Regions from separate parts of the Mus musculus genome. Here all the other regions are linked to region 2. The links are chromatin contacts, called in public HiChIP or PLAC-seq and capture Hi-C maps. All regions are on one chromosome and are shown on one strand. Each heading gives the region's core, a stretch centred on a gene start, on an enhancer-like site or on the middle of the called end of the contact. The rest is flanking DNA. Distances are from core to core; before and after follow the strand shown.

Region 1 (2,700 bases), core at 122-2,621, 210 kb after region 2:
GAACCCAGGCCCTATGGAAAAGCATTCCGCCCTGAGCCATCTCTCCGGGCCCCATCAAGTGCTCCTGTAAATAGTTTTAGTGGCACGAAGCCACGTAACTTCTTTACACAGTGTCTAAGGCCGCTCTCAAGCCATAATGCGTTGGGTCCTCGCAGGAATGATCTGATATATTTATGATCCTGCCTTTTCCAGTAAAAGCTTGCCAGCCCCTGGCTCCAGGGCTCGGATGATGTCATCAGGATTCTCAAGCCATCCATTGACTACATACAGTCTTTCTCCCGGGTGACCTTGCTCTCAGCTTCTTTCAGTTCTGATATTCCTTCCTGCAAATAGCCTCAGTTGAAAGATCATTTCTTTTCTGGTAACTCTTTGAAAAGCCCTTGAAGTGACTCTCATTGGCTATTTGGATGAGATACTCATCCTTCGATTGATGATCAACAGGGAGGAGGAATTATCCCACACGGCTTGCTCTGAGTTATCTGTCTAGCCCTGGTGGGGTTGGGGCCAGCCACATCCAGGACACATGGAGAGAGAATGATGGAGTGACCCTCCCAAAGGCAAAACAACAACAACAGCAACTAGCATCTCCGGGATGAAACCTCTCCTCCACCTCAAGGCTGGACACAGTCTAATCTTGGACAGTTCTCAGGATGTGTTAATGAGACTTGTGTGTGTGTGTGTGATCTCAGACCCCAAGGCAGTCCTAGTAATGACAATGACCTGTTATTGATGAGTTTTGATGCCAGACTACAGTAAGCATTTAATTAGAATTATCTTATTTATTCTCCAGACAACTATAAACTAGGTGTTTTTAACTTCTACTTTACAAATGAGAGGTTTAATAAAGGCCTGCTCGGAGGAAGCGGGGTGCTAAACAGCAAGCAATGGTGCAGCTTTATTGCGATTATTGTTATTAGAACGGCAGCAGAAGTCGTTTGTATCTGACCAACCTGAAATCAAGTCCTGGCTCTGTTCTCAACCCTAGGATTCACAGCTAGACAGTAAGTTACAAAAAGAGAAGGATCATGTTTGTCCTCAACCCTGGTCTTGTCAGTATGTCCCCAGTAGGCACACAGTAAAACACCCTCACAAACTTATATTAATGAGTTACAATCTCTAAGCCTGAAATTTTAAATGTGAAATATGCAAAATACATACACACACATAACTCTGGAAGAGATTTCATGATAGAGCACACACCGAACACTTGGGTTGGTGCCGGGTGTTATTTGCTGGCCCTCAATAAGTGTCCAATAAGTAGCAACAATTGCAGCGATTTTTCGAATACTTAACCACACCCTGTAATGCACAGATTGGCTCATCTGATTCTCAAGCCCCTGCCTCCACACTACAAGTGAACTGAGTCTGTATTCTTCCTTTGTCCTGAGTACTGAGGGTGTGTCCCGCCCTCTCACCAGTGAATCCAACTCTTTCTATTAACTCCCAGGACTCTGAGGCATTTCATTCAAGTTCTGCGAAATGATGGCTTCTCCTTTTCTCTCCTGCATTATTGGAAGAAATAAAAGCATCTTTCTTCAAAAACACAATGAAGACTTTTCTCTCAGCCCTCCTTCTCTTTCCCCCATTATTTCCAGAGAGCAAGGTTGGGTTGTAGGAGGCTCTGTTGCCTGGCAGGAGGCTGTAATTCACAGAGAGCCAACAGCTGGAGCCAGCCAGGCCCTGGCCTCACCAGCCCTCCCTCCCTGCTCCAGTAGGCTCTTCTTTCCCAGAATTGCCTGCTGCCATCTGCTGGCCATATGATGTCACTGCACTGATATCTCCTAAGTGTCTGAAGGAGCCTTCTTTCGGCTTCCCAGTATCTTCAGGATCCTCTGGTAGACAGTGCTTTCAGGGGGCATCTGGTAGACAGACAGTGCTAGCAGGGAGGGCAACAGAGAGTTTCGAGGTAAGGTGCTTGGGCCAACATGGCTGGGAAGAAGAAACTCACAGCTCAAACGAGGGAAGCTCAAACCATGAATCCTCCTTCCCTCTGACAAACACGCTTTCTTGCTCAGAGCCACCTGTTTGTTATCCCCAACCCATCTCCCACCCAACAGCACCCTGTTATTCTCTCAGCCACACCAGTAGCTCAAATAAGCTGTATTGCCACAGCAATCATACTACTTAATTTTTTTTCAAATAGTTTCCTGTGGAAAAGTTACAAGAATAGTTACAAAGAATTGCCCTACATCCTTCTTCCAGCCAAGTCCACTTAAGATTTTCCGGTGGAATCGGCAGCTTTTTATAAGCAGAGGATTCAAGCCAGGATCACACATTTTTTCTGCTTCCCATGAGTCTCAACGTCTTCCTCATTTGGAACATTCCTGACTTCTGCTTCTATTTTAGACTTCGGGATAGATGCTGACATTGTAAGCAGTTCCAGCCAGAGCTGTAGAGTGCCTTCAGTCCGTCTGATGCTGGCTAGTCAGCTTATGCATTATCAGCTAACACGTTAACACGTTAACCAGTCATTTCACGGCACTGACTCTGGTGACCCACGCTGTTTCCTGTGGTATGGCTTTGGATCACTTTGATGTGATTGTCTGTGTGTATGTCTGTGAATGGCACCCTAGGAGGTCAGAGGAAGTTGTCAGTCCCCTGGAACTGGAGCTACACATGGTTGTGAGCCACTGTGTGGGTGCCTGGAATTGAACTTGGGTCATCTGGAAGAACAGCCGGTGCTCTTGACCACTGAGTCAT
Region 2 (2,700 bases), core at 44-2,543:
ACCCATGTGCACAACCTACATGAGTGTTGCAAGTGTCCTCACGGGCCACAGTGAGCTCTAGCAAGTATCCCGTGTTCCCAGGCTTCACAACCTGGCTCTCCCCCAAAGGCTCAAATAACTACATACATACTGAGAAGCCGACCTGAGAACGTGCTGTTTCCACATACAGTTGAGGACCCCTGAGGTCTCATCCACAGAGCAGAGATGGGGCCTCCTAGCCTCATGTCACATTCATTGCCCTGGGTGGTCCAATGCCTGCTTCAAGTCTCTGACTTCTCTGGGTTACTGGAGGGCAGAATAATCAAAACTGAACAACTGATACTGACAGATACAGAATTTATCTGTGGCTAGCAAGATGGCTCATTGTGTAATGGTATTTGCCACCAAGCTTGATGTCTCTGGTTCAATTCCTGGGACCAGCATGGTGGAGAGACCCACTTTCTGAAATTTGACCTCTGACCTCCATAGGCATGCCATGGAGCACACACACACACACAGACACACACACACACAGACACACACACACGATGAATAAATAAAAAGCATTTTTAAATTTAATGCAAATAAAAAGTAATTAAATATAGAAACAGATCTTTAAGCCCTGGCTGTGATGCACCAGGAACCATTCCTTCCGCATGGATGCGTCAACGTTCCCTCTGCTGAGGACACGTTTCCTGATACCTTTCGGGGGTCTAGAAAGCAATGGACATGTAAAATTAACATCCGAGATGAACCTACACATCAAGAAGTCAATGTCAAATCACTCCATTCTTTGTCTCAATTACATCCAAGGTTGACTTGTGCTTGCCCTAACCCCAACTAAGTACTTTCCCCTCCAGGGTGCACGCCCAAGATGCAGTGTGTCCGTCCCCAGTCCAGTTCTGTTTTCAGAGCTACAGGCACCTTCTGAATGTAAGCAGTCTAACTACCCACTTCCACTGGGGGGGGGGGCACTGAGTCACTCCTCCCATGCTACCCAATCCTTCCAGCACCGGGCAGGACGGCTCTAAATGGTTGTGGTTTAGTAATTTGGGGGCTCATTTGCAAGGCAAATGCAAACTACCTAAAATTAGGGCTCAGTGGTGTAGAGCACTCACTGAAGGCTGCTTTTGTTTTGTTTGAAAACCACAGTCTTGCTTGACAAGATGTTATCACCAATCTGGCAGGAGAATCGGAGAATTGGATCTCTTTGTTCACTGTAGAAAATCTATTCCATTCTTCTGAGTGACAGGATCCTATGGGAAGAGACAATGGAGGCAGGTCGCTGGCCAGTTGCAGCGGAGAACAGGGCTGAGAGGGAAAGGGTTGGAAAAGAAAGCTACCCCCTGGGAGCTGGTGTCAACAATGGTGCAGCTCCCAGCAGGGATGCCTAGGGCTCCAATTCCTCTTAGAGAAGTATGCAGTAGTGTTTGGTCAACTTCAAACACAGCTTCTTTAGATCTTTATTTCAGATTCAACCTGAGTCTATTCCAACTTGGGGGGGGGGCATAGACGGGAGGGCCAGTAGGGTGGTTCAATTTAGTTTATTCTTGGCAAAACAGATCTTCCTGAGCCTCAGAGGTGGGGGTGGGGGGGAAGCAGCTTAGACAGATGTAAACAGACTCTAAGGCCCTTTGGACATCAAATAACACTAGCAAAGCAACGTTTAGATGAGTTAAGTGTAAATCAATCAGAAACATATGGACTACATTTCCCTGAAAATACACAGAGGTTTACAAATTGCAGGCACAGGGTGGGGTGGTGGTGGGTTGGCAAGACACAAGACTCATTTGCCAAACCTAGTGTTTGGAGAAGACTTAAAGAAAGCAGACTGACCCAGAGTGCCTTCAAGTCTGCCATCCCTGATGCTGGTCACATCCCACAGGACCACAAATATTTAAGGGCATGGGTTTTAAGAGATTTGCATGTTGGATAAACTTAACTGCTCGGAACATGCAGTGATTCCTTACCAGATAAATGTTCACGGAAAGGTGAAACTGTCAAGTACCGTGCTACAAAAGGTGAGGGCATCTGCCTGAGTCGGACTGAGCGGGCTTAAACAGAGTGGGACACACTGGGACACGCTGAGGTTCCATGCCTGCAGTTGTGGGTTCACCGAGGGTAGACCCTACTTTTCCCAGTATGGATCTCCCTCTCTCCCTCTCTCTCTCTCTCTCTCTCTCTCTCTCTCCCTCTCTCTCTCTCTCTCTCTCTCTCTCTCTCTCTCTCTCTCTCTCTCTGCACGAGGGGAAGATAGCATCTTGCACTCACTGGAGAGGAGAGGGGAGGGGAGGGGAGGGGAGGGGAGGGGAGGGGAGGGGAGGGGAGGGGAGGGGAGGGGAGGGGAGGGGAGGGGAGGGGAGGGGAGGGGAGGAAGAAAGAGGCCGGCCAGGAGCACAAGGGGAGAGAGGGGACAGAGTGGGGGAGCAAGAAGGCAAGAAAAGAGGAGAGAGGAGGGGGCTACTGAGTCAGGCATACCTGGCTGTTGCCAGGTAACTGTGGGGCGGAGCTTAGACAAAATGCTAACTGATGTGGCTTGTGGTTTAGGCTATGCTCTAAAGCAAAGAGTTTCCTCACCTCATTCTATCCCAAGGGGGTGGGGGGAACAACCTAGATGTAGTCGTCAGGAGTGGGCTGGTGTTTGAGAGAGAAAGGGTAGAGACGCGTGCAGATTTGAAAGGAAGGAGCAAAGTCCCTGGAACGGCCAAGTAGAATGGCTTA
Region 3 (2,700 bases), core at 9-2,508, 190 kb after region 2:
GACACTGCAGAACACGGGAGTCAGCTGGGCTTCTAGGCAGTTTCACTGAAATGGAACTCCCTTAATAAAGTGCACCCATTACAGTGCACAATCCTGTGACCTCTTAACATGTTCAGAACTGCACAACCATGGGTGGATTGTCTGCATTTCAACACTCCAGAAGGAAATCCTGTCCCATTACCAGTCATTCCCCATGCCTGCTCCACCATCCACACACCACTCCAGTGTCCCATCAGGGTTCATCTGTGCAAGAACAGTCTTGTGTCTTTATAACCAGATAGAATCTGTATGTGCTCCACCATATACTGTTAGGTTCTGAGCGTGACGGGTTTTATTTTTCTTACGTAAGTATGAGAGTAGAAATGTGTTTGTCTCTATTACTGCTTGAGGCTATAACCCAGGGCTTTGCATATGCTAGGCAAGTCCCCTAACATCAAAATGTAACTCCAGCCTCCTGGCCTGATGTTGACTTGTTGAGGAAGTGTTAGCATTCCCAGTGTGGCTTGTTTCCATTTTGCATTCCCGGCTGGAAAGGCAGCAATTCCTGCATGTCCTGAGGTGGGGGAGGTGGGGGGTCTGTTTCAAGTCTGGGTTTCTCAGTGTAGCCCTGGCTGTTCGGAATCTCACTCCAGGCCAGGCTGGCCTTGAACTCAGAGATCCGCCTGCCTCACCTTCCAAGTTCTAAGACTTGCCTAGCTTCCAGGCATTTCTTGAAGGAAATACTCCTTATTGTATGGTCACAGCACCAGGACCCATGGTTGAGTTAAGACCTTCCTTCCCACTCTATGGTAAAGATGTAAAGATGGCTTTCTTTACATCTTGCGGTCCCCTTTTCTGCACTCTGTTCTTTTCCTTGACCCCAGCTTCAGTCGTGAGACTGCACGGATTGCATTCACTCTCTGCTCAGAGGCAACCTGTAAACAGCCCAAATCAAAGCACACAATTACGGTTAAAATAATAAAGTTAATAGAAGAAAAGTACAAAGGAGACAGATATGGCTGGGGATCTTTGAGAAGGTGGCAAACTGAAGCCTAAAAGAATAAACAAAAGCTGTCAAGAAAAAGTAAATGGAAAATACCCTCTGGTCAGCACAAACAAACAACCCCTCTGACCTGGGAGTAAGAGTGTGAGTGTGAGTGTGTGTGTGTGTGTGTGTGTGTGTGTGTGTGTGTGTGTGTGCATGCATGTGCATAAGTGGATGCTGGTACAGACCAGAGGTCACCTTTCCCCACCCCACCTTTTGTCCCTAACCTTTTGTTTATAGAAACAGAGCCTCACTTGCTGTGAACTGACTGGCCTGTGTAGCCCCTCACTGGGCTTGCAACCACACCACCACCACATCCAGGATTTTTGGGTTGTTTGGGTTTTTATTTTTTTGTTTCTGTTTTTGTTTGTTTGGCTGGGTTTGGTTTTGGGGTTTTTTTTCTGGTGTTTGGTTTGGTTTGGTTTTTAAGGTTACTTGGCATCCAGCTCAGGCCCCTGTGCTTGCCAGTGCTTTAACAACTGAGCAGTCTCCTCAGCCCAAGTCTAGCCTTTCCCATACCCTAAAGACGGTCACCATGTCTGACAGCCCAGAAAGAAAAGTGATGGGAAATGACCTTGGAGAGGAGGCAAAGGTGACGGTGCGTGCCATGGTAACAATTTAGCTGTATTCCAGTTCTCAAAACAAGAAGCCTTAAGTAAGGCAATGACAAAGCAAGTTCAGTATAAGGGTCATGGACAGGCAGCGGGTATCATCACTGCCGCTCAGTCATTGATCACTGAAGCTCAATCATTGATCACAGAAGCCTGGAAGGTAATCTCTTCAGTTAAGATCCTCAAATGTCCTGCACATCCTTTTTCCAATTTGCTTTTTAAAACTACTCAGTTTCCTTTGCAGGAAAACAAACCTAAGCATCAATGTTAAATTGAGTTTCCAGGGTTCATTTGTATAAGCGCAACCCTTGGAATACTTACTAGCTTGTGAAACAGGGAATTTCGCCTGTTCCCCCTCTTCCTTGGGCCCTCTGCTCTTTTGATAGGGTCTCCCTTTGTTGTTCAGGCGGGTTTTGAATTTCTGGGGTCAACTGATCTTTCTGCAACTGCCTCCTGAGTCACTCCAGACATTTGACATCTCACCAACATGAATCTCAAATCTAGATCTCCATAGAAGATCTGTAGCCCAGGCTGACCTAGAACTTGGAATCTCTCAGCCTCTTGGGTGCTGGTTACAAGCGTGCACCAGTCGTCTCATCTACCACCCAGCCAGTGTTCCGACCCAGGATCCCAGGTCATGTCTGATCTAAATCATGAACCCCTTTCTTTACCATCCCACATCTGAGATCTCTTCTGGCCGCACTGCATTCTGGTCCCTTTCTTCCTGGCTTGAGCATCTCCAAAATGGCTACAGCCCAGACTGAAGGGCTTTCCTGCCTCTCCCTGCCCAATGTGAGCTTATAAACAATGACTTGAATCCCTAGCCAAACCCTCTACAGCCAAGTTTCTGTTGCAGCAGCATCTTAGTTAGGGTTTCCATTGCTGTGAAGAAACACTGTTGAGGTTTGGTCTGTCGCTATGGATTGCAATGCTAAATTCTCTACCCAAAGGCTAATAAGTGAATTCTCACATTTACAAGATTTTGTTGTGCAAACCTTGTTCCTTGATCTAAAATTATTGGTTAAATAAAGTTGGCTATAGCCAATTACTGGAGGGATTTGAAGG

What was found. HiChIP or PLAC-seq counts read pairs in DNA pulled down with a chosen protein or histone mark. Capture Hi-C pulls out chosen DNA fragments and counts their contacts.
Region 1: a capture Hi-C map of embryonic stem cells shows a contact between it and region 2, with 2.7 times the contacts expected there. The contact joins two enhancer-like sites. A contact is called at or near these places in 2 of 484 Hi-C or Micro-C datasets (CD4 T cells and embryonic stem cells), 3 of 115 datasets of contacts at active chromatin or transcription factors (bone marrow-derived macrophages and embryonic stem cells) and 1 of 9 other capture datasets (embryonic stem cells).
Region 3: a contact with region 2 is called in an H3K27ac HiChIP or PLAC-seq map of embryonic stem cells, with 13 read pairs. The contact joins two enhancer-like sites. A contact is called at or near these places in 1 of 484 Hi-C or Micro-C datasets (CD4 T cells), 2 of 115 datasets of contacts at active chromatin or transcription factors (both in embryonic stem cells) and 2 of 9 other capture datasets (liver and pancreatic islet).

Annotation. Positions count from the first base shown.
Region 1 is chr3:144,615,485-144,618,184 of GRCm38.p6, forward strand. No RefSeq gene overlaps it. Among named protein-coding and RNA genes, the nearest start is that of Selenof, 46 kb to the left of the region's middle. Within about 2 kb of position 1,372, at least 69 of the 459 cell types and tissues checked have an H3K27ac peak or open chromatin away from gene starts, as enhancers often do. A contact at or near this core is called in embryonic stem cells, where this site is marked.
Region 2 is chr3:144,410,153-144,412,852 of GRCm38.p6, forward strand. No RefSeq gene overlaps it. Among named protein-coding and RNA genes, the nearest start is that of Gm34434, 29 kb to the left of the region's middle. Within about 2 kb of position 1,294, at least 68 of the 459 cell types and tissues checked have an H3K27ac peak or open chromatin away from gene starts, as enhancers often do. A contact at or near this core is called in embryonic stem cells, where this site is marked.
Region 3 is chr3:144,599,188-144,601,887 of GRCm38.p6, forward strand. No RefSeq gene overlaps it. Among named protein-coding and RNA genes, the nearest start is that of Selenof, 30 kb to the left of the region's middle. Within about 2 kb of position 1,259, at least 13 of the 459 cell types and tissues checked have an H3K27ac peak or open chromatin away from gene starts, as enhancers often do. A contact at or near this core is called in embryonic stem cells, where this site is marked.